Regions from separate parts of the Mus musculus genome. Here region 2 is linked to region 1. The links are chromatin contacts, called in public HiChIP or PLAC-seq maps. All regions are on one chromosome and are shown on one strand. Each heading gives the region's core, a stretch centred on a gene start, on an enhancer-like site or on the middle of the called end of the contact. The rest is flanking DNA. Distances are from core to core; before and after follow the strand shown. Region 1 overlaps Rell1 (RELT-like 1). Region 2 overlaps Tbc1d1 (TBC1 domain family, member 1).

What was found. HiChIP or PLAC-seq counts read pairs in DNA pulled down with a chosen protein or histone mark.
Region 2: a contact with region 1 is called in an H3K27ac HiChIP or PLAC-seq map of embryonic stem cells, with 5 read pairs. The contact joins two enhancer-like sites. A contact is called at or near these places in 18 of 39 promoter capture datasets (the 3T3-L1 cell line, 3T3-L1-derived adipocytes, the C10 cell line and 11 more), 1 of 15 datasets of contacts at CTCF or cohesin (the NIH/3T3 cell line), 1 of 484 Hi-C or Micro-C datasets (tail fibroblasts), 2 of 115 datasets of contacts at active chromatin or transcription factors (bone marrow-derived macrophages and embryonic stem cells) and 2 of 9 other capture datasets (adipose tissue and liver).

The regions. Positions count from the first base shown.
Region 1 is chr5:63,928,351-63,935,878 of GRCm38.p6, forward strand. It overlaps Rell1 (RELT-like 1), which reads right to left. Exons shown (of 7, transcript NM_145923.4): 4 at 2,128-2,185. Among named protein-coding and RNA genes, the nearest start is that of Rell1, 37 kb to the right of the region's middle. Within about 2 kb of position 4,616, at least 51 of the 459 cell types and tissues checked have an H3K27ac peak or open chromatin away from gene starts, as enhancers often do. A contact at or near this core is called in embryonic stem cells, where this site is marked.
Region 2 is chr5:64,262,787-64,270,314 of GRCm38.p6, forward strand. It overlaps Tbc1d1 (TBC1 domain family, member 1), which reads left to right. Exons shown (of 22, transcript NM_001310611.1): 5 at 683-793; 6 at 1,540-1,672. Among named protein-coding and RNA genes, the nearest start is that of Gm38634, 9.4 kb to the left of the region's middle. Within about 2 kb of position 2,620, at least 24 of the 459 cell types and tissues checked have an H3K27ac peak or open chromatin away from gene starts, as enhancers often do. A contact at or near this core is called in embryonic stem cells, where this site is marked.

The DNA of each region.
Region 1 (7,528 bases), core at 3,366-5,865:
AAAGCACATACCAATCCTGTGCTAGAAAAGGAGGGATCCAAACAACACAGGGCTGGACTGACCAGGAGCCAGCCCTCTGTGGCACCTGAAATCAATACCTAGGACCTGAGATGTGCAGCAAGAGCGCCAAGGCCACACAGATGGCTGGCAGAAACCAGCCTCTGGACTGCTGGCATCCAGTGGACTAGCACACTTCAAAAGCAGTCCAGGCCATGCTAGAACTGAGGAGTCAAAACAGTAACAACAACTGTAAAGTTCTCACGTGCTCTTTAGCAATGTCCTTAAAGCTGATGAAATACAAACACACAGTAGGACCGTCCCGGTAGAACATTAGCTTGACATCAAGTATTAGAAACTGAGCTCATCAACTACATTCACTCAGCAGGTATCAGTGATTACACAGCCCAATAGCAGGCCCACAGTCAACCGAGTTCAGGCTACGGAGAGCCAATAAGTACTGGACAGCAAGTATCTATGGGCAAAGGTAAGAAACATCAGTCTTCGTGGCCTAAGCTGCATCTCCAGAACGTGAGCACGTGGCTCAGTGTTCAGCACGACCCCTCTAATGTGCACATACAACAGGGCCCATCTGACAGACACATTCGCAACAAGGAGTGCTAGGTGACCTTGGTGGGGACCACAGACAACGCAGATGATCTTGCTCAGCATGGCACTCCATCCCAACTGAACATCCTGTCACATTTTGCATATTCTCCAGCCACCAAACCATTCCAAGGTGGCCTCTCTACAGAACCTGTTCCCATCAGCACCAGCAGAACACCTGGCACAGGCATCGCTTCCTCCTTTTTAACCTTCTTCTGGTCCCCAGAACCCCCAAAATTCGTACCTGTGCCTCTCCGAAGGCCTCCCGCACTCATCTCTATGCTGCAGTGGCTGAAACCTTCCAGAGCAAAGATCTGTGACTGTCCTGTTCTATCCAGCACTGAACCATTTACCCAGTCAACGTTCCTAGTTACAGAAATTGAGGACTGTCTAGACATATAGTTATCTGTAACTAATTACAGGGGAATCTGGCGCCCAACAACCACAACCTATAACCAGTAACACAAAAACAGATGGTAGCAGGTAATCCAAACCGACCAGGTTATCATTTAGTTACTGTTGTTCATAAAGGTCTCACAGGACTGGAAGCGCTCTATAGTCCTGGTAATAATTGAATGAAGTTAGCACAGTGGTTTGCAGATAAGGATCTGGAACTCAGCAGGCTCAGTTAACTTGTGCATCAACCAGCAGTCACCTGCACACTGGAGGCAGGACACGACCACTCTCAAGCTCTGAACCTGCTCTTTGACTCCGAGCCATAGCTTGCCTTCTCCAACCCTACTGTCTACCACAAGAATTCCCAACCAGTGTTACTGAGACTCAGACTGACCCAAGACTTTCTCTGAGGCCCTGATAAAAGGTTGTCTCAAACCGGGAATAAGCTGGGCAGAGCCAGTAAAGGCCTAGGACAAGGGCCTTGGAGGAACTGACTTCATCGTGACAACTCAACTCACCCATGGGTCTCAGTTCTGTGGCCACTGTGTGCTCTGTCTGTGGAGCACTTGAGGCATCCTGTGTTCCCCTTGTGCAACACTGTTTGACTGGCTTCCTGTTGACATCACCCGTTGTATGATAGCTTTACACTGACTGGATCCCATTTTCCCCATAAAAGCTGTATTTAAGATGTTGTGCTTCTTAATAAACTTGCTTGCCATAAGCCATCGGCTTACACAAGAGCTCCTCCTGGTCCCAGCTTCTGTCTTCTTTATCTTCTAATCTCCAGCTCTTGCCCTCAACACCTAGTGGGTCCTGGACCCAATTCCTGTGAGCCTGGGTCACAGAGGGATGTCCTCCTGGGAACACTGTCAGTGTGCGGAGGGAGACATTTTAGGTTGTCACACTTTGAAGGAGAGGAAGTGCTCTGTCATCCAGTGAGCAGAGATGAGGGACTCTGCTCAATAGTCCATCTTGTGCTAGCCATTACTCTCAGCGAAGACTTGCCTGACCCCAAATGCCAATAGTACCCAAGGCTAGAGGCCAGCTCCGGCTGGACACAGTACCAAGGGAATCAATCTGAACAAGCAAATGAAAACTGTCTCCATCCACTGGGAGAGAGGCACTCACCTTTCAATATCGCCCACGCTGTTATCAGCTACCATAGCTTTCAAGATATCTGCATTCGCTGAGAAAGAAAAAGAACTAAGTGAGCAATCAGAGCCATGTTAGAAAAGCTGTCCGTGAGACACCGCGCTCCTCCTCAGTCCCCAGAGGCCCAGATGAGGAAGGTCGGAGAAGGTTTACTTCCCAGGTGGCCAATGCTGTTACTCTGATCTAGGACTGCAGAAGCCCCTAAGTTGGGACAAACACTCCAAATTTATCTGACATAGGCGGGCTTAACTTAGAATTACAGTGTTCATGTTTTAAAACCTTGTGGATGTGAGCTGTCAACACACAGAACCCAAGCTTCTTAGGCTTGACCCACACCCACACCCACACCCACACCCACACCCACACCCACACCCTACGTCCTGACTTCTCAGAGTAGCCAGTCAAAGGCTGCAGTGAAAGTCAAGTTTCTTTTGGCTATTTAATTGTCAAGGCCAAATGCTATTACCAACTCCTAACCTTTTCCATTCATTTTTAAAGCACCGTTCCCATCCCATGACTAACCACAATAAATTCTCCAGAGAAGAAAGAATAAAAGGATTACTGATTTACCACGTGAGCCAATGATAGGTAGCTTGTAGCAGTTTACATCACATGACATCCCCTGAGAAGGACATTTAACTCAGAGTTCTAACTCTGCTGCTGGGAGAGTTGAGAGGCAAGGGCCCACGTGCTGTGTGCTTCACAGCCTGACTTCCTTTTTGCCTCTCCCACTTTTTCCCCTACCCATCCTCCCATGAAAATACAATACCAAAGACTTAGATCCACTTATGGCCTATGGCCTATCTGTTGCCTTACATATAAAAGAGAGTGAGTTTGTTGTCATTTTGATTTGTCTTATTTTGTTTTGGGCTCCCCCATGATCTCCAGTCTCCGCTACCTTGGGGATCACAGCACCACAATGCAGCTTTTAGGAATCCAAGGGGGTGGGGGCAGTATTTCTAAGAAATATTTACACATGTCATCGCTTTCCTTAAAAAACTACCTTTTTTTTTTTTTTTGCCCTTCACAATGGTGAGGGTGTCCAAATGAACTGCCAAACATGAGTTTTTATTATAAAACCAAATGTTTTTGTTATTTAAGGGGAAAAAAAAAAAAAGCCCTGAATTAGATCTATAATATCCCCCCCATACAACAAAAAATGACACATTGACTCTGACACACTTCATAATCTTGTGATACATGTCACTTTCATGTTTGACTGATATTGGGGATTCAGGAAAAGAATTTTCTTTCAGATAATAGGTTGGTATGTTGCTTTGATTTCCATGTGCTTTGGTGCCCCAAAGATTCCTGTGTTAAAACCCCCATTACCACTTCTGTCCGTGCTGTCATCGCTATGCTTGGCTTGGCACCCTTTTGATGCCACTCTCCCTCAAGTCTGGTACTGGATGGCAGCAAACTGGCCTCATGGGAGGAGGAGCTATGAGAAATGGTCCAACCTTCTGAATCCAGGGAAGGTGATGAGGTTACTGGAACACGGCCTCAGAAGTCAGACAGCTCTTGGGATACTCTCTCTCAGCCTTCATTCCCAGGAAAGGGTTGGTATAAAAGTGAGAGGACTGGGGCTATAGCTCAGCAGCAGAGCGTACGCAGGAGTCCCTGCATTTGAGTCTTAGCCTCCACAAGGAGAGAGCCACTCTCTCTGGCTTCCTGGTCACCATGTGTTCTTTGCCTTTCCCCCATGCTCCCGACATGTTGTTATCCACTAAGATGTGACCCAACCAGGTGGACCCTCACTCCAGAGTCCAAATCAATGAGGCTACCTGATCTTGGACCTCCATCCTCCAAACTGTGAGCTACAGCAAACTACTCTGCTTTTAAAAAGCACTAGCTCTGTATATTCCATTATGAATTAACAGAAGATGAACTAATAAAGAAGTATAGTCTCACATGCGATTTCTGTAAAATACACAGGAAATGGCCAGTGTGTACGTCCCCATAGTTTACCAAATGTGACCAGAGAGGAAACAACAACAAAGGGAATGAGGTCATGCTGGCTGTAACAGACTTTTATAGTGATAAGCATTCAAAAGAAAACTGTATAAACTTACCTGAGAAAACAATTCCCTATATATTATGACGAGTGCCCGTTAAGTAAAATGAGAAATTATTTACTATCCTTGATGCTCTCCAAACTCCTACACAATGCTAGGAAACCCCCACTGACCACACAAACACTCCTCAGTTTGGCTCTGTAGAGAAAGGTAAACTCGGGATAGCACTGGGGTAGTTCCAGGTCTCCGGATTAAGAAGAAAAGTGTGTGGGTGTGTAAAAGAGCTCTGAAAAACCCGAAGAATTTCCCTAGTGAAACTTCCGGAGTCAGATAGGAGTGTCTTTTGTCATTCATAATGAGCCACTTGGTAAAACTCAGTCTAGGATAACAAGGTGAGTCAGGGCGGAGCCAGTAATCAGAAAGGCCCGCCCAGTGTGATTAGAGGATAACAACTCTGGCACTAACCCAATGCCTGGCTCCCCGCCTCTAGGTGTTCCCCTTTAACAAAGCACTGAATGTAATAGCATATCCCGGCCTTCTGGGAGCCATTCTAGCAAACCCGAGGAAGGGACTGGGGGATTCTCAGATTCTCAGTGTGCACGTTAGAGGAACAGAGGGGCCAGGCAAAGCCGGCCAGCCTTGTGAAGCTGAGCCCTTTGCCTGCGGTAGACCACACTAACTCCCTGGCAGAGTCAGAAGTGAATTAGACACGCATGGAGCTGGCGTCAGACGTGAAGAACTGCTTGGGTTGGAAATCTGCACACATCCTATATTGGAAGCACAGCACGGGCTAGAGAGATGGCTCAGTGGTTAGAGCGCATGCTGCTCTTGCAGAGAGGTCCTCTGATTCCCAGCCCCCACGGGAATACATCTTTCAGAAATACTCAGTGAGACAGCACACCGCCACAAAACGTGCCTGCCCAGCAGATCAGCTACTGTCTCCAAACCCCAAAGGACAGCGACCTAAGCTAAAATTGATTTAGAAAAGGAAAGGCACATACTTCAACCCAAAGCAAGAACGTCACCTTGGGAAGCCAGCTTGTCATTCTAAGTGTGTACCACTGTCCTGTCCTTCAGTCTGATTCTGTTGTCCCCCTTCTGGCTTAAATCTATATTAAAATTCTAATAAACCTCAATGTTCACTTCATTAAAAAAAATCATGACTACATCTGACAAATTAAATTACCCATCTGGCAAGTTAAAAACACAATGCAGGAGACTGCTTGTATGTCAATAACACAAATGATTAAAACTAAATGTTGTGGGTTAACAGAGAGCCTAGGAAGATGTTAATAGAGAGCGTGTGCTTCATCTTATTCCTTTTTAATTCCTTTTAAAAAGTTCAGAGTGCAGTTATAATTTGTAAATATAGAGTGCCAGTTTGGGAAAATAACAGTGAAGTCTAAATTGAAATCAAGTTTGAGGTTGCGCGAACTATGGAATACAAGGTGGGGTAACGAGGTGCTTGTTGCATACAGTGGCGAATTTTAGCCTCAGAGTCAACCTGAAAACACTCTAGGTTGTAACTAGTGTGCTGGGATTCAGTACTGCCAATCCCATGCCCTGATGGGAAATCTCTGAAAAACAGGCCCACGCCCAAGTGTTCTTGTCTTTTTGTTCTTATCTAAAAACCATTCTACTAAGTTTATTTATTCATTCATTTTTTTTTTGCAAACTATCAAAACTGAAAGAGAGAAATATCATTGCAAAGCTGAAAGCAGGACAATGTTTAGAACTAGACAGAAGGCTTGAAGCGCGTGGACCTAAAGCCCTTGGCGTCTCCCTTCCTTCACTTCCAAGCTGAGTAGAACACCAGTTTCTCATAAAGCTGGTTCTAAGGACACAAAGCACAGCTGGGAAACAGGTGCAGCTCTCAGTCTGGGGCCAGGTGGATGCTCTCGCTGAGCGGTGTGGGGACCAAGGTCCCAGAGAGAGGCTGGTGATGGGACGGTGGCATCTGCCAACAGAAGTGGACACTGTAGCACTTCAGCAGATGGGGTAAGGAGTACCACAGACCTGATAAAGCACGAAGAACCAAGTTTCTGTTCTGGTTTGGGTGTGTCCTAAAATTCACTCACGTGTCAGAAACATTACTCCCCAAAGTCATTCTGTTGGCATTTGGAGTCGCCTTGGGGTGACTGGGTCACTGGCCTGCTCATGGATTCTTAGATTCGTGGATTACTGAGAGAGTGGTTTTTTTCATAAAAGCAGATTCTTTCTGACATGACTGCTCTGTCTCGTCACGTTTCCAGCTCAGAACGTAGCAGTGAAGGCCCTCTCCAGGTGCCAAGCAGATGCTGGCCCCACACGTCGACTTGTCAGCCTCTAGAACCATGAGCTAAATAAACTTCTGTTCTTTATAGCTCGTCAAGCTTGGGGTACTCAGTTATAGCAACAGAAAACATCATCCTATTAAGACAACCCTCAGCCTCCAGAACAAAGACCCTAATTCATTTAGTAACAATTGGATCCTTCTCTTAAAAAGTTGCCTTAAAATACATTTCATAGGCTGAGCATAGTGGCGCATGCCTATAATCCCAACATTTAGGAGATAAGGGGAGGTGGACCAGAGGTTCAGGACCATCCTTGGCTATATACCGAGTTCAAAGCCAGGCTGGACCACATGAGACCCTATCTCAAAAAAGAAACTATATATAAAAAAAAAAAAGATACTTAAGCCCTAATGCTTAAGCTCTATCCACATTTAATACTGGATAGCCTAGAAGATACAAACATAGAGGCAGAAAGCAAAGCACCTTTGCAGGTGGTTTGGGGAGGAAGGAACAGGGAGAGAAGCAGCTATCTTTCAGAGTGGGGTGCCGAGGAAGTTCTGGAATACGCTGACACTGGTGTAGCTCTTAGAAAGGACACGGATGCTACCCAACTCCCCCCTTCCAAATGGCCAAGCGGTTAAACTGGCAAAAGTAAGTGTGTGTGTGTGTGTGTGTGTGATGCGTGAGAGAATATTCATATGCGTGCACACAGAGGGCAGAGGTCCATGTGGGCATCTTCCTCAATCACTCTCCTCCTATTTGGAGACAGGCTCTCTCACTGAACCTGCAGTTCACCCATTGGCTGGTGTTACAGGCACGTGGGCCCTGGCCGTCACTCCCCAGTTCTTACCAGGATGCCTCAATTTCTTCCCAGTTCAAACTCATGTCCTTAAATGTGAAACACAAGAACCAGCTAAGATGTGAGTCCTTATGACTCCCAGCACATCGCTTGTGCTACCCTACACAGTTGTGTAATGTAACTCTCACTCCATAGGAGGAAGCTGAGGCTTTATAAAGTCACGTGATACACAGCCTAGAAGCTATCGACCTTCCTGGCCCTTTGCTGTGCTGAAGCCACCAAACACCACC
Region 2 (7,528 bases), core at 1,370-3,869, 330 kb after region 1:
AGTACACATATGTACATAGAGGCAAGATACTCATTCACATTAAATAAGTCTAAAAAAGTTAAAGAGACCCTGCACAGTTGTTCTGGTAGATTTGTGAGGCAGCAACCAAGGCTGTCTCTCAGCATCTGTTCCTGGCAAATTTAAGTCATGTTTGTGTGTTAAGAAGAGCTTGTGGGGCATTGGCAGAGTTCTCACCTTTGTTTCCAAGTTTTCGAAGCTGCTCTTCTGGATTTATAAGTCATTTTTTGCTCATTCTTCATGCAGTTCCGTTTACTATTGGCTTGCAATTTTAGTACAAATGCATTTTGATTTGTTTTTAACCTTTATATATGTGAATTGTGTATACATATTGTTCCTATGTCTTGGTTGTGAATGTGTGTGTTAATCTCTTGTGTGCTGTTGATTTTTATTTTTAGTGTTTACACCTTAGTGTTCCTCCTGTACCACCTCCCCAAAGTTCTAGTTTTTCTGTCAGCTACTCTGCATATCTTTTAGTACTAAAGTGAGCATTCGGACTTGAATGTGCAAACCTTGACTCTCGCATGATCAAAGTGATATTTTGCTATGATGCTAATCATCATTTGAAGATATGTGCTCAGTGCTCTATAAATGGGCAGCGTCACCAGGGGCTGTCTTCAGCCAGCACAGCAGTGCTCAGTACAACGTCCCCCCTTCTCCACAGGGCATCAGACATGTGGACCACTTTGGATTCATCTGCCGAGAGTGCTCGGGTGGCGGCAGTGGCGGCTTTCATTTTGTCTGTTACGTGTTCCAGTGCACAAATGAAGCTCTGGTAAGAGGACGACACTGCCCACTGCAAACCTTGTGAGCAATTTCAATCCTGCTGAGTCTTCCAGGCTGGTCAAAGCTGGAGAGCCTTGCTGATAGAGCAGTATTTGCCTTAATTATCCACTCGTGACTAATACCTTTCTGCTACGCATCCGAGAGACTCATTTGCATTTTCATTTTAAATTTCAATATTTTTGAAAGATACGCTTGCTTTCACCCTCTGCTCTAATGCTGCATTTAGAGTTCTAATGCATTCATTTTACCCGAGTGTGGTAGCCCTGTTCTTGTAAGTCCCAGTATGTAGGCTGGAGGTAGGAAGACTGGAAGCTTTAGAGCTGTCCAGCAAGTTCATGACCCTCTGTTGTGAGGAAAGAAGGAAGGAAGGAAAGAGAAAGGAAAGGAAAGGAAAAGAGGAAGAAAGAAGAAAAAGAGAGAGAGAGGAAGGAAGGTAGGTAGGTAGAAAAGGAACTCCTGTGGACTTTGGACCGGAGGCCCTTGCTCTATACTCAGTTACAATGTTCTTACCTTGTGTCTCACCTGTTTTAAGAGTGCTGACGCTAGAGGAGTCATCCTCTGACAACAAAAAGCAACCCTAGCAATTATTTCCACTATTTCCTGTCAGTCTGTGAAAAATAGCCCAGAAAAAACAATTTACCACACAAAGTCTGTCCTGTGAGCTTGCTGCCGCCGTCGGTCAGCCGGTCGGTCGGCCCAGCTGACTTGCTGTTGACCCTTGGCTCCTCTGTGCAGGTTGACGAGATCATGATGACTCTGAAGCAGGCTTTCACGGTAGCTGCGGTGCAGCAGACGGCTAAGGCACCAGCCCAGCTCTGTGAGGGCTGCCCCTTGCAAGGCCTGCACAAGCTCTGCGAAAGGATAGAGGGTGAGTAGGGGGCACTTTTAGCGTGTAGCACCAAGGCCTTGGGTGGGAGTGCTTGTGGCACTACTCTGTAGGGCCATGTCAGAGGGATCATAGACGACCTCACATCGTGCAGTGGATGTGTTCTGTGTGACAAGAATCTTTCCTGGGCATGATGGAGACAAAGCTAAGGACCCACACCCCCTCTTGCCATCTCTCCTCCAAGACACCCTGGGAGGAATAAAGAGGTTAGGAATGCATGTGGTCCAACATTTACTGAGCTGTGTGAGAATGGTGGGTCTTTCAGATTGAACACCACAGAGATCTAGTGAAAGGAGACCTAAGAAGTTTACCATGTTTTCTAGTAGAGAGTCACCTGCAGTTCTGCCAGGGCAGTTTTAATGGAGGAGAGCAGAAAACGGGTCCTGATTGAGAAGTGAGTGGGGAGGAATAAAAACCAAAACCCCAAAACCATGGTGACAATCTTAACTACAGTTTCTAGATGCTTATGAAATGTCACCATTTGCAGGATTTATTTGATAGTAAGAGTTACTGTTTGGTAGTAAGCCTTTCTATCTAGGTGTATGGTTTTTGAGATTGTCACATGATTTAAATTATCTGATTGTAGAAACAAAGGCATGATCATCTTGTGTATCTAGAATACTTGTCACAAACTATAATTCGGTAAAGAAAAACTATATTGACATTTAGACCTAGTTTCTCTCTCTCTTTTTTTCCTAAGTAATTGTGGGAAACAGTGCTTAGAGGTTTTTAAAAGATACTGTCAATTTTAACTTCATCATGGTGTGAAGAAAAAGTAAAATTATTTATAATTTTATAAATAAATTGAGAGGTTAGAGCCATCTAGGGATAAACTCGGGTATTGCAAGCCCCGGATCCACTGTCTGACTACCAGGCAGGCGCTACCTGCAGCTACCCTCTCAGAAGAGGAAGGAGCTCTCTTGGGTGAGAACTGTTCAGGCTAGGGTGAAGTCTGGCCCTGGTCATCAGGGAGGGGCAGCAGATAGGGTGGTAGTGAGTGGTCAGGACTCCTATGGAGGAATCTGGGAAGAAGTATTGTGTGCCCTTTTTCTTCACTTTGCATCTAATTCTATTTTGTAGGTGTATGGTTTTTGATATTGTCATATGATTTAAATTATCCAATTGTAGAAACAAAGGCATGATCATTTCTTATGTATCTCGAATACGTGTCACAAACTGTAATTCTATAAAGAAAAACTATATTGACATTTAGATCTATTTCTTCTTTTTCTAAGTAATTGTGGGGAAAAGTATACCCAGATATACAATGTATCGTTTTCACCTTTTTTTTTTTTTTAGAGTCTGGTTCTTGAGTAAGGTTCCCACTGCTCTCCTTTCATCTTCCTGAGTCACAGCTCTCTCCCCCTTGTAACTTGCCACAGCCCCAGGCAGCCACCGTTCTACTTTGTGTTTTCCTCTGTGTGTGTGTGTGTGTGTGTGTGTGTGTGTGTGTGTGTGTGTGTGTGTTGGGGTAATTTGTGGTGTGTGAATGTATACATATGTGTGCCTGTGTGTGTAGAAGCCAGAGCAGGGACATGGCTGTTTTCCTTTGACTTTCTCTGCCTTGTTGACTTCAGACAGGATTTCTCACTGAACCAGAGCTGGTTTTGGCTGGATTAGTCCGGCTGGTAAGTGCTGAGAGTCTATTTGTCTCTGTTCCCTGTGCAGGAGTTAGAGGCCCGAGCAGCGTGCCCTGCTTTGATTGGAGGTTCAGTGACTTACTGAGGTCTCTTACCACTGAGCTTTCTCCCTTTCTGATTCTACAATTTGAGTTAATCTAGGTACCCTGTATAGTGGAATCAGTAGGATTTGGTTTCTTGGTTTTGGTTTCTTTCACTTAGCATTGCATCTTCTGGGTTTGCTCATTTTATACATGTCAGGATCCTATTTCTTTCTTTGGCTGAATAATATTCTATCAGTTGATTCATTTATTCATCACTGGACATTCCAGTTCTTTTGGCCTTTTCCTGTGTGAGCAGTAGTGCTAAGAATTTTGGTATACACACATCTGTTCAGGTTTCTGCTTTCCATTCTTTAGAGTTAGTGAATTTGCTACTTCATATGGTGAGTGTTCATATGGGTTTCTGTTGCTGTGGTGAAACACCATATCCAAAGCAATTTGGGGACGAAAGGGTTTATTTGGTTTATACTTCCACATCAAGGTTAATTATTGAAGGAAGCCAGGATAGGAAGTCAAACAGGGCAGGAACCTGGAGGCCCAAGGTGATATGGAGGGGTGCTGCTTACAGGCTTGCAACCCATGGCTTGCTCAGCCTGCTTTCTTATAGAAACCATGATGACTGGCCTAGGGATAGCACCGCCCACAATGGGCTGGGCCCCCCATCAATCACTAATGAAGAAAATGCCCTATAGGCTTGCATATAGCCCAGTCTTATGGAGACATTTTCTCAATCAAAGTTCCCTCCTTTCAGACAACTTTTGCTTCTGTCAAGTTGATATAAAACCAGCCGCACAGTGTGTCTGTTTAACTTTCAAGCCTTCCTGTACTCTTCTATAATAATTATATCCCCATTATTCACTGATCCTAACTTCTCTGCATCCTTACAGAAATGATTTTTATAATGGTAGCTGTCCTAATAGGTATGAAATGTTACCTGGTTATTTTTTTATGAGATAAATTAATATAAACATCATAAAGCCTGAAAAGCTTCACGTTGGTCATTACAGTGCTCTAGAAAGAAGCATGATTGATTCATTTAAAAAAAAATATTTCCATGTCGTTACTGCTTGCTGACAGCATATAAACTATATCTGGAATGAGAGTTTTGCTTTAACGAGAGAGCGCAACTGAGAGGCTCGCTAGCGCTTTCCACACGAGCTGTCAAGATAAGGCAGATGATGGTAGAAATGACCCTACGGGCCAGCAGTGACTTGGCCCTTACAGGCAGAGGAGATCTTGATCTGCAGAGCTGGCTCCTGCTGAGTTCCACTTGGTAAATCAGCATTGGGCCTGAGCATGCAGAAAGTTACAGCTGGAGGTTCTATTTGGGACCAAGGGTTTGCTGTTGTGGTTTGGAGAATAATCATTCACTTCCCTTTTACATGTTAACATCCAACCGCGGCAGAAAACTGTACAGCTATAGAGAGCATCCATTAACTATTAAACAGAGCCACGAGGCATCTGGGAGTGGGTGTTTTACTCACTGTGTGTGAAACATTACTAGCGGAATAGATGGTGAGCTATGAAAGGCCACCTTGGAAGAAGAACAAATTTTGGGTCCTTTAATTTTTATGGTTGCAAGTCCAATAAGGAGAATGGAATGATTTCTTGGAAGCCGTTGTAAGGGTGGTCTTGGGTGGGGACGGATCTCAGTGGTAGCATCCTGACCTAGCATGCGTGAGGCCCCAGGTTCTAGGCCAACAACTCCCACCAAGCATTTTATCATTGCCAGTTGAGCATCCCTAATCCTGAAATATAAAAGGCTCCAAAGTCAGCAAGGCTGTGGCTCAGTGGCAGAGTACTTGCCTTGCTTGCATAACACCCTGGGTTCAATTCCGTATACTGCAACCCCCCTCCCCACTCCCAAAGAAAGTTCTTCTATCAGGAAGTTATGTTCTGACCAAGCAGTCCACAAACTATAGGAAGGACCAGTAACATGACCATAAGAAGAAAGAATTAGAGAATTTTTTTCATTATTTTATGTATATGAGTACACTGTAGCTGTACAGATAGTTCTGAGCCTTCATGTGGTTGTTGGGAATTGAATTTTGGACCTCTGCTTGCTTCAGTCAGCCCTGCTCGCTCCGGCTCAAAGATTTATTTATTTATTATAAATAAGTACACTGTAGCTGCCTTCACACCAGAAGAAGGCATCAGATCTCATTATGGGTGGTTGTGAGCCACTATGTGGTTGCTGGGAATTGAACTCAGGACCTTTGGAAAAGCAGTCAGTGCTCTTACCCGCTGAGCCATCCCGCCATCCCGAGAGTGTTTTCTTAATGAGTTGATGTAGTTGAGTTATGTCCCAGAATGTATAAAATAGGAGAAATACATGTGTATTTATTCTAAATACACAAATAATGTATGTGTGGGTACACCACATACTCAGTGCTAGCATGCTAGCACAGGTTCTAAGAATCAAAGCTACTCTGGAGTATGTACTTGAATCTTATAACCATAAAGCCGCTATGATACTTAAAGAACATTTTGCTTATTTCCAAGTTTAGAGGAATAGGAGATTGCTAAAATTAATCATGCTCTCTCTGAAAAACAACATATTGAGTTGGGGTAGACGGGTATACCGTGGTGAGGTGAGGTATCTTGAGTTTAGCTAGGCCCAGTCAGAGGACCCGACCATGAGTATGGTGAAGAAGAGGCCGAGGCTTAGGATTCAGCCTGAGGTTTTCAGTGTGTGGTCTAACTATTCTAGTCTAACTTTCCTAGAGGCCTGAAGCTTCCCTGACTGGCTAACAGTGCAGAGTTTGTTGCTTAGACTAGATCAGGGACCTTTTTTTTTTATATTTGGAAAGGTTTTTAGTTGGTTTTCACTGGGTACTTATTAAACTTAGACACCATTGTGCTTCAGTATTGAAGTATTGCTACAGAAAGCCTTGAGCCTGCCCCTCTGGCCTTTTCTCTACCTCATCCCTCCTCTGTATTCACTTATGTCCTGGAGCCATCTGTGTGTTGGACCACGTGATTCTACCAATCCATAGTGATCTGGTTCTGGAAGCAGACAACTTACCTCCTTAGTTGGACAAAATATATGATTTTAGCATCTTGGTTTCTTATCTATACATTGAGATTACTAAAAACAGGGCTGGCAGGATGACTCAGTGGGTAAGAGCACTTTCTGCTCTTCCAAAGGTCCTGAGTTCAAATCCCAGCAACCACATGGTGGCTCACAACCACCCATAATGAGATCTGACTCCCTCTTCTGGTTCATCTGAAGTCAGCTACAGTGTACTTATGTATAATAATAAATAAATCTTTAAAAAATAAAAATAAATAAACCATCATGTAAACATTAAAAAAAAGATTACTAAAAAAATAATCTGTGATTACTTTGAGATCTCAACATAGGAAGTACTGAATGAAATGGCATTAGTTTTATGGTGGCCTTGTAGAGTTCATCTTGGTTTAAGACAAAATAAGGAAAAAACATTCTGGAAGCGGAAGTGCCTGCTGGACTTTGCATAGGGTCAGTACCTTGTGCCTGTGTAGCCAGTAAGGAGGGCTGGGCTGACCTCCAACTGAAAGAAGAGAGAGGGACACTGGCTTTGGGACAGAGTAGCTACTGACAGACTTCTGGCCTCTCGTGAGTTCCCAAGTCATGAGCTGTGGACACGCACACTCAGCTGTGCAGTGGAAGTATGTTTCCTGAGTCACCCGGCTCCGTGCTCTGGCAGCCTCCTTTCTCTCCAGCCCTCCTCCGTGGAGATGCTTTGACCACTGCCCCTGCTACTTAACTAAGTAGTCACAGTCTTTACTTAGCTGCCCCCCAGGGCCCTGTAAGCACATCCTGCTGTGCAGAAGTTCCCATGCAGCCTTAGCTGCCGCTCAGGAGGTTCATTGTTTGACAGAGTGAAACAAACCGTTTAAATCAATTGAATTCCATTCTTTGAGTCTCCCTGCTCCCCACTCCAGCTCTACATACCTGGTTTTGGTATGATGTAATTGTCGGTTTTATTTATAAAACCTACCCTGCCTCACTCAATTCAGGGCCAAGAGGTTTTTTTGGTGGCAGGAGTTTGCTCTTTGTCACCATCTTGAATAAAGGACTCTTGTTTGGCCTTATATTTCTGGTGGCCATAAATTATTTCACTATAAGCTTTGTCCAGCCCCTGAGCAGGGCTCCTTCCTCAGCATGGGGAGAC